2 separate regions of the Capra hircus genome follow, and region 2 is linked to region 1. Evidence: chromatin contacts called from public Hi-C data. All regions are on one chromosome and are shown on one strand. The core of a region is the stretch at or near the end of the contact, and the rest is flanking DNA. Distances in the headings are between cores, read along the strand shown.

What was found. Hi-C and Micro-C count contacts between places; a contact is called where the count stands out from the background.
Region 2: a contact with region 1 is called in a Hi-C map of blood, with 2.7 times the contacts expected there. The contact joins two enhancer-like sites. A contact is called at or near these places in 4 of 5 Hi-C or Micro-C datasets (blood and liver).

What each region holds. Positions count from the first base shown.
Region 1 is chr7:48,027,935-48,031,434 of ARS1.2, forward strand. It overlaps ANXA6 (annexin A6), which reads left to right. Exons shown (of 26, transcript XM_005683185.3): 15 at 995-1,076; 16 at 1,653-1,747; 17 at 2,228-2,341. Among named protein-coding and RNA genes, the nearest start is that of ANXA6, 30 kb to the left of the region's middle. Within about 2 kb of position 1,772, at least 1 of the 5 cell types and tissues checked has an H3K27ac peak or open chromatin away from gene starts, as enhancers often do.
Region 2 is chr7:48,092,573-48,096,072 of ARS1.2, forward strand. TNIP1 (TNFAIP3-interacting protein 1) reads left to right here. Exons shown (of 18, transcript XM_018050139.1): 7 at 1,347-1,441; 8 at 2,944-3,064. Among named protein-coding and RNA genes, the nearest start is that of GPX3, 26 kb to the right of the region's middle. Within about 2 kb of position 1,734, at least 3 of the 5 cell types and tissues checked have an H3K27ac peak or open chromatin away from gene starts, as enhancers often do.

The sequences.
Region 1 (3,500 bases), core at 522-3,021:
GTCATATGAGGAGTGAATTGTGTTCTTTTTGTTGGGGAGAGACCTGCATGGCATTAAATAACACTGATCCTCATGCAGTGTGAAAGCTACTCCACTTTGGTTTAACCAATATTTAAATCAGTAATCAATTATTGTTAATGTCGAGGAGGAAGTCTCAGCTTGGTGCCACATCCTTGCCACAGTCGCTGATGTTCTCTTTTCATGACGAGCTGAGAGCTAGCTTCAGGTTCAGAGCTCTTGGCAAGCCATGGTATCTTGTTAAATTTGGTGATATTTGAAACCATATATTTTTGGTTTTATGGCATTTATTTTTGTGGGTTATCTGATTATGACACCAACTTTCTGTTCATAATAGTAATATAAAATTGTTTTCATTTGTTAACTCATTGAGCAGATATTTTTTGAGTGCTTACCCCTGTGTCAGGTACTCGCGTTATATCAAAGAATGAAATGGACTTGCCCTTTAGGAGTATTCAGTGCACTTCAAAATGAATGCATTTAAGTAAAACAGAAAAGTGGCTGAATTAAGTTAAAATGTTAAGAAACAGCATAGGGCATGCGCAGATACAGAAAACACTGGGAAGATCATTCAGGGGTGACTGAAATCTGGGCAGCTCTGTTCCAGTATTTCAGAACATTTTGCTTACCTTTTCAGGGAGAGCGTTGCTCTATGAAATAAGAGGACCCTGGGAGCAGGGCTGGGTTGTGAGAGCCTGGTTTCCAGTGGGGCGGGGCCAGAGCTGGCTCTTGGGGCAGGAGCCCGGCCCCTCTGCCCTTGACAGCCCCTGCCCTGCTCCCAAGCCTGGGTCTGTCTCCTCCCTCTCTCAGCTCTAGGGCAGGAGTCTGTCTGCTGCGCCTTCACCCCCGCCTTTTCCCCCAAGCTGCTTGGTTTGGGGCTCTTGGGGAAAGCTTCCCCTCCCTCGCATGCTCCTCTCCTGGCCTGGCCCCTGGGGGGCCTCCAGACACCTGCTGACTCACTTTCTGCCTCTTGTAGCTGAAAGGAACTGTGCGCCCAGCTGGTGACTTCAACCCTGATGCAGACGCCAAAGCCTTGCGGAAAGCCATGAAGGGGCTTGGTAAGGGGCACCTGAAAGGGGTCAGGTTAGCCTCTGGGGCATTGGAGGGTAGCGGGTCTGCAATGGGACCGGCAGGGGCAAGAGCTGAGGCTTCAGACTGGAGTCTGCAGGGTGATGAGGACTTTATTTGCCTTGAGTCTCCAGCCCTCTGGAATCTCTGGCTCCCTGAAGTATAGAGAGAAGGGTAGTGAGGGGCTTTCTCAGGACCCTTCCCAGAGACCAAGGTGCTCCCAGGTCCTGGTATAGAAGTGCTGAGGTAGGGTTTTTGCTCTGGCTTTATTGCTAACTCACCATGTGACTTTGAGCAAGCCCCATAACCCATCTAGGGTTCTCAGTATCCCAGGACTGGAACTCAGAGGCCCTGACCCTCAACCCAGGGTTCTCTTTTATCTTGACTAGTGACCCAGCAGAAAAGTGCACAAGGAATCCAGGTTAGTGATTGGGCCAGAAGCAAGGCTCCTGCAGGGCCATTAAGCTGGCTAGCCTGGCCTCTCCCCCAGCAAAGACGGCTGGGGCCCATCGCTGGGGGAGGTGGGGGCCAAGGCCTTCCTCTGATCTGTGGCTTTGGGGTCTTAGGAACTGACGAGGACACCATCATCGACATCATCGCCCACCGCAGCAATGCCCAGCGGCAGCAAATCCGCCAGACCTTCAAGTCTCACTTTGGCCGGGTAAGGGCCTCAGCCTAGACCCTGGGCCCTGCGTCCGCACTTTTCCTCTGACGGAGCTTGGCGTGGACACACGCCTCTCCTTCCCGCTGCACCCCGCGTTCCCTGTGATCAGCAGTATGTTTGTGACTGGTTCCCCTTAGGGCTGCGATCAGGGATTTGAGCTGTGTTAGTGGCATCTAGCTTTGGCTGACTAGTTTCTCCCAGGATGGAAATGGTACCACCCCCTTTCCTTCCCTGTCTCCTCCTTCCAGGGAGAGTGGGCAGGTCCCCCGCTTGCATGGTGTTTTCTCCACCCTCTTTGTGGTTGTGGCGGTGGTGGTGGTGGTGGTTTTGAACCCAACATCAGCCAAGGCAGACACAGACGCCCACGATTCCTATATCCTGTGGAGCCCCACCTCCTCCTTCCGTGTCTCCTACCTGTCCCAAGCCACGTGTGGGCCATTGCCGATGTTGACGTGACCTTGGCTCTGCCCTCTGCAGGACTTGATGGCTGACCTGAAGTCTGAGCTCTCCGGAGACCTGGCAAGGCTCATTCTGGGGCTCATGATGCCGCCGGCCCATTATGATGCCAAGCAGTTGAAGAAAGCCATGGAGGTAAAGTGTGGGCACCCAGGGGACGGGGTCCAGTCTGTGTGGGCGCTGGGGGAGCACAGGCGCTCCTCCTGAGCCCAGGTGGGCTGGGTGTAGCTCCTCGGTGGAGCCCCTCCCATGCCTGTCCTGGGCTCGGGGTCTTGGCTGGTAGTTCCTTGTCTTGTCACCCCACAAGGTGAGGCTTTGCTTTTGTCCCCATGTTATAGATGAGGACGCTAAGGCTCAGCGCTTAAGTTACTTGGTCACAGAGTCGAAGCCCTGGAAAGTGGCAGAGCTGGGATTCAGATCAAGTCTGTCTGTCTCCAGAGCCTGATGTGACAGCCTCATGAATCAATCCGCTGGGGTTTTAGGCTCCTTAAAGATTAAGGGAAGAACAAACTTTCCCTGGGCAAAGCCAGTTAAGATTATTGTCCTGAAAATTCCTGGACAGAAAAGTGGATGACTTAAAAACACAAAATGAGAAGGATAGGGCTACACTGTGGATCTTAGGACACTCTGAGGATCAGGCTGTCCTCACCACACATCAGCTTTTATTTTCATTATCTCTTAACTTTTTGGCCACACTGTAAGAGCATGTAGGATCTTAGTTTCCCAACCAGGGATTGAACCCACGCCCTTTGTCTTGGACGTGTGGAGTCTTAATTCAACAGCCAGGGAAGTCCCCACACCAACTTTTAATAGACTGATGAAGATACCCTTCAGGTCAGAGGACTCAGGGACGCTTGACCCCTGGGCAGTAACCTCCCAAGACAGAGAATTGTCTTACCTTTTTAGTCTTACCTTTTTTATAGTCATTGCCCCAGCAGCTTACACAGTGACTGGCACATAATGGGTGTTTAGCAGATACTTGAGCTCATCAGTCAGTCAACCTGTCTTGTCTGCTTCCTCCTCTCCGCCGAAGTGAGGACCTCAGCATAAGGGGCTCCCCAGCTGCCTCAGTCCATGTATCACCCATCCAATCCAGATGTAAGCAAATATTGCCTTGTTGTTTTCCTTAAAGCACAGAACATTTTTTTTTCTTCTGACAAATAATGTGTTTACCATGAAAACTTGAGAAAATAGAGCAGAGCAAAAAAGAATATTGAAATCATCCGTGATTCCCTCACCCGCCCGAGACCACGGCCACTGTTACACCGTGGTGCATGTCCTCTATCCTTTTTAT
Region 2 (3,500 bases), core at 484-2,983, 65 kb after region 1:
GCTTGCAGGATTTTAATTCCCCAACCAGGGATTGAGCCTTGGGCCATGGCAGTGGAAGCGCCGAGTCCTAACCACTGGGCCACCAGGGAATTGCCTGGCCAGCATTTAAAACTGAGCTGAATTGTGTAGCTTTGGGAAAGCTGTGAGGCTCCACTGAGGCGGTGAGTGGCAGAGCACCCCACTGTGTATGGGCTACAGGTGGGGTGCTCACTAGATATCTGTTGAAAGATTGAGTCGTTTAGTCCTGACCTAGTGCGTCACCGTTACTAGTTAGCCATTCCCTTCCTTCCATCTGTGAGGCCCTGAATCTGGCTCCCTGTCTTCCACGTCCCCCACCTCACGGCACTTCAAACACGCATCCTCAAAGGTTATCGAGGGCCTGGCAGCTGATGAGGCCCTTGTGTTCTCGCAGTTTTGTAGGTCCTCATAGCAGCCCTGTAAGGGAGGCAGAAGAGGTTCAGTTTTTCCACTTTGTAAGGGAAGGAAATGTGCCTCAAAAGTGAGGGAATCCTGAGCCACACTGGAAATTGGTGAGGTCTTGACCCAATACCCTGTCTTCCCACTTGCCAGCTGACAACCTCACAACCACCCCCGTTCCGATGCCTCATTCATTCTCCAAATCGCCTAAGCTCTAGGCCTCTTAGGACTCAGGTCTTCACGGTCCTTCATTAATTTGGCAGTTCAGTCATTCGGTTGTATGTTCCTTCAGCGGGATTAACTGTTGAGCTGTGCTGGACCCTGGGCTAGGTGGGGGTCCTGCAGGGGACGAGAGAGTGGCGAGGGGATCCCAGCCTTCTGGAAGCTTGTGGACTAGTAGGGATGGGGTGGGTGGACACAAAGAAGGTAATGACACTGATGATTCTGTAGCTGTAATTGTCACAGGTACCAGGAGGGTGAGAGCAGGGGATGTGGGCGAGGATAACGGAGGTGACCTGGCTTACCTGCATGTGGCAGTCAGGGAGGACTTCTCGGAGGAGGTTTGACATTTAGGCCAAGACCGGAAGCAGGAGTAGAAGCCGGCCAGGGGACAGCTGGTGTGGAAGAGCATTTTAGGCGGTGGGAACAGAGGAGGAGGGATGACCTTGGAGGACCAGAAGGCCTTGTGGCTGGCTCTTGGTCAGGCCTCCTTATGGCTGGCTCCTGAGGGAGCTGATGCCGAGAGGAGCTGGGTGGGACTTTGGCTTGACTCCTGCTGTCCCAGGAGGAATTGGGTGAGGCCATGCAATGGGGCTATCATGTTGGGACGTGGTGTGGTTATAGTGCCTCCCCCGACCTCAGCATCATTCTGCATTTGGGGTGCACGCCTTCCCTTACTTTGCCCCCATCTCCCTCTCTCTGCCTTGCAGACGCTCTGTGAGCAGCTTCGGAAAGAGAACGAGGCCCTGAAGTCCAAGCTGGATAAGGGCCTGGAACAGCGGGATCAGGCTGCTGAGAGGCTGCGGTAAGTCCAGGCTCCGCAGAGAAGGCGTGAGGAGCCGGCGGGGCAAGAGGCGGGCAGTGGTGTGTGGCGCTGATTTCTGGGTTGAGAGCGCCGAGCCCTGTGCCCAGCTCTGCTTTGGGTGTCAGGTCTCTTGGTCCTTCTCCTCAAGTATTTCCTCTCTGGTCCATTTAATACCGTGAGGAGTGTTTGTGTATAAAGTGCCTTCAGAGCTTCAGAAGGTCTGGATGAAAGTGCACTCCTTCCTTGGCAACCTGCCTGTTAACAACAGCTTGCTGGCTGTTGGAGATGGAGCTCTGGACTTTGCTGCCCTCTGCTGGTCACCATCCTGTCCTGTTGTTTCTTGAGAGCTGTCAGGGAACCTCTTCTGGGCTGGCTCCTGGTCCCAGACTTAGCTGTGCATCAGAATCGCCGAGGGTCAGGAAAAGCATTGCAAGTTTGCACTCTGCACCCTCTCTCCTGTGCTGAGATTCTGATTCAGTGGGTCTGGGGTGAGACCTAGGTGTGTGCATTTTCCAGTGGGCCCATAAGCACGTTTTGTGTAGTTACAGTATAAGAGGGTCCAGGATCACCCCAGAGAAACACTGGTCTTGACCATCAGAGCTCAGCCCTTTGAGATCACGTGGGCCAAACCCCTCACCCTGCAGAAGGAAACTGAGGCTATTTTCACATGGAACCCAGCTGGCAAACAGAATACGAAGAAATCCATGTTTCAGTTGTACGTGAATCCACATCACCATTTGTCTTGTATCTTTTATCACCTACTTTAGTATTTACTTAAGAATTTCATTTGCATCATGTTTTTACTGAAGATTATTATAAAGAAAACTTACACTAGAGTAACTGGAAAACAGCATTACTTGGAATAAATAGAAGATGCCTCCAACAATAAATAACAGCAAAAATGGAAAGATGATTAATTCTGGCGAATTGCCCACTGAAGGCTCTGAACCTTGAAGGCTGCTCTTTCTCAGTCAACATGGGACACTTGCCAGCACTAGAGAGGCGCTCAGGACCTGTGAGCACCAAACTGAGACTTATCCCGTGCAGGATGTCTGAGGATAATTGGAAAGGGTGGAACTTTCTCAGAGTGTGATCCAGGGTTATTTGTTTATTTGGCTGCACCATGCAGCATGGAGGATCTTAAGTTCTCTGACCAGGGATCAAGCCCGCACCCCGCAGTGGTAGCCTGGAGTCTTAAACCACTGGACCACCAAGACGTCCCAATCCAGGGTTATTTAATGCAGTGTGGATGTATCCTGAAGATCTTACGTATACAGACATCCCATAGTTGGGGATGGATTGTTGGTGAAGATCAGAGAATTCCAGAGAGGTCATGCAGAGTGGCGTGAGGATACCATTTGTAGTTCCACCTGAGGGCAGATCTCAGGGACTCCCCTTACTCCCCAGGACTCAGCTGCAATTCAGACGAGTAAGATGTCTGAGACCCCCGTCTTCTCCACCTGGGGCCGGCAGTATGACCTTTCTGTTTGCCTCCAACCCAGGGAGGAAAACCTGGAACTTAGGAAGTTGTTGATGAGCAGCAGTAAAGACGGTGCCTCCGGGCGGCCAGGCTCACCAAAGATGGAAGGCACGGGCAAGAAGGGGGCGGCAGCACTGCAGCAGGTATGTGGTCAGAAACTCCTTCCCCAGATCCTGATGGCCAGTGCCCAGCCTCCAGGGCAGTGAGCCAGTCCCACTGCTGGAAGGTTCTGGTTGTTAGACAGCATTTCCTTGGTTTGTTCTGACAGTCCACCTCCCTGGAGCTTCCACTTCTCAGCCCATATTCTGCTGCCAGCCACAGGGAGCGTCCCATTCCCTGGAACACACGCTTAGCCTGTGGGCTGTGACCGTGGTTCTGTGGGGTCCCCATAGCTTCTCCAGGCTGAATAGCTGCAGCTCCTTCAGTCATTGCTCATAAAGGCGGTGTCGAGTCATTTGTGCTGTCTGGGCATCTCCCCTGTCAGTCTCTCTTATAGGGTGGCTCCCAGACTCAGTTTAATGTCTCAGATGCTCCTAGTGGAATTAGGATGTTAGGTTGAGAGAGCCCCCGAGGGGACTG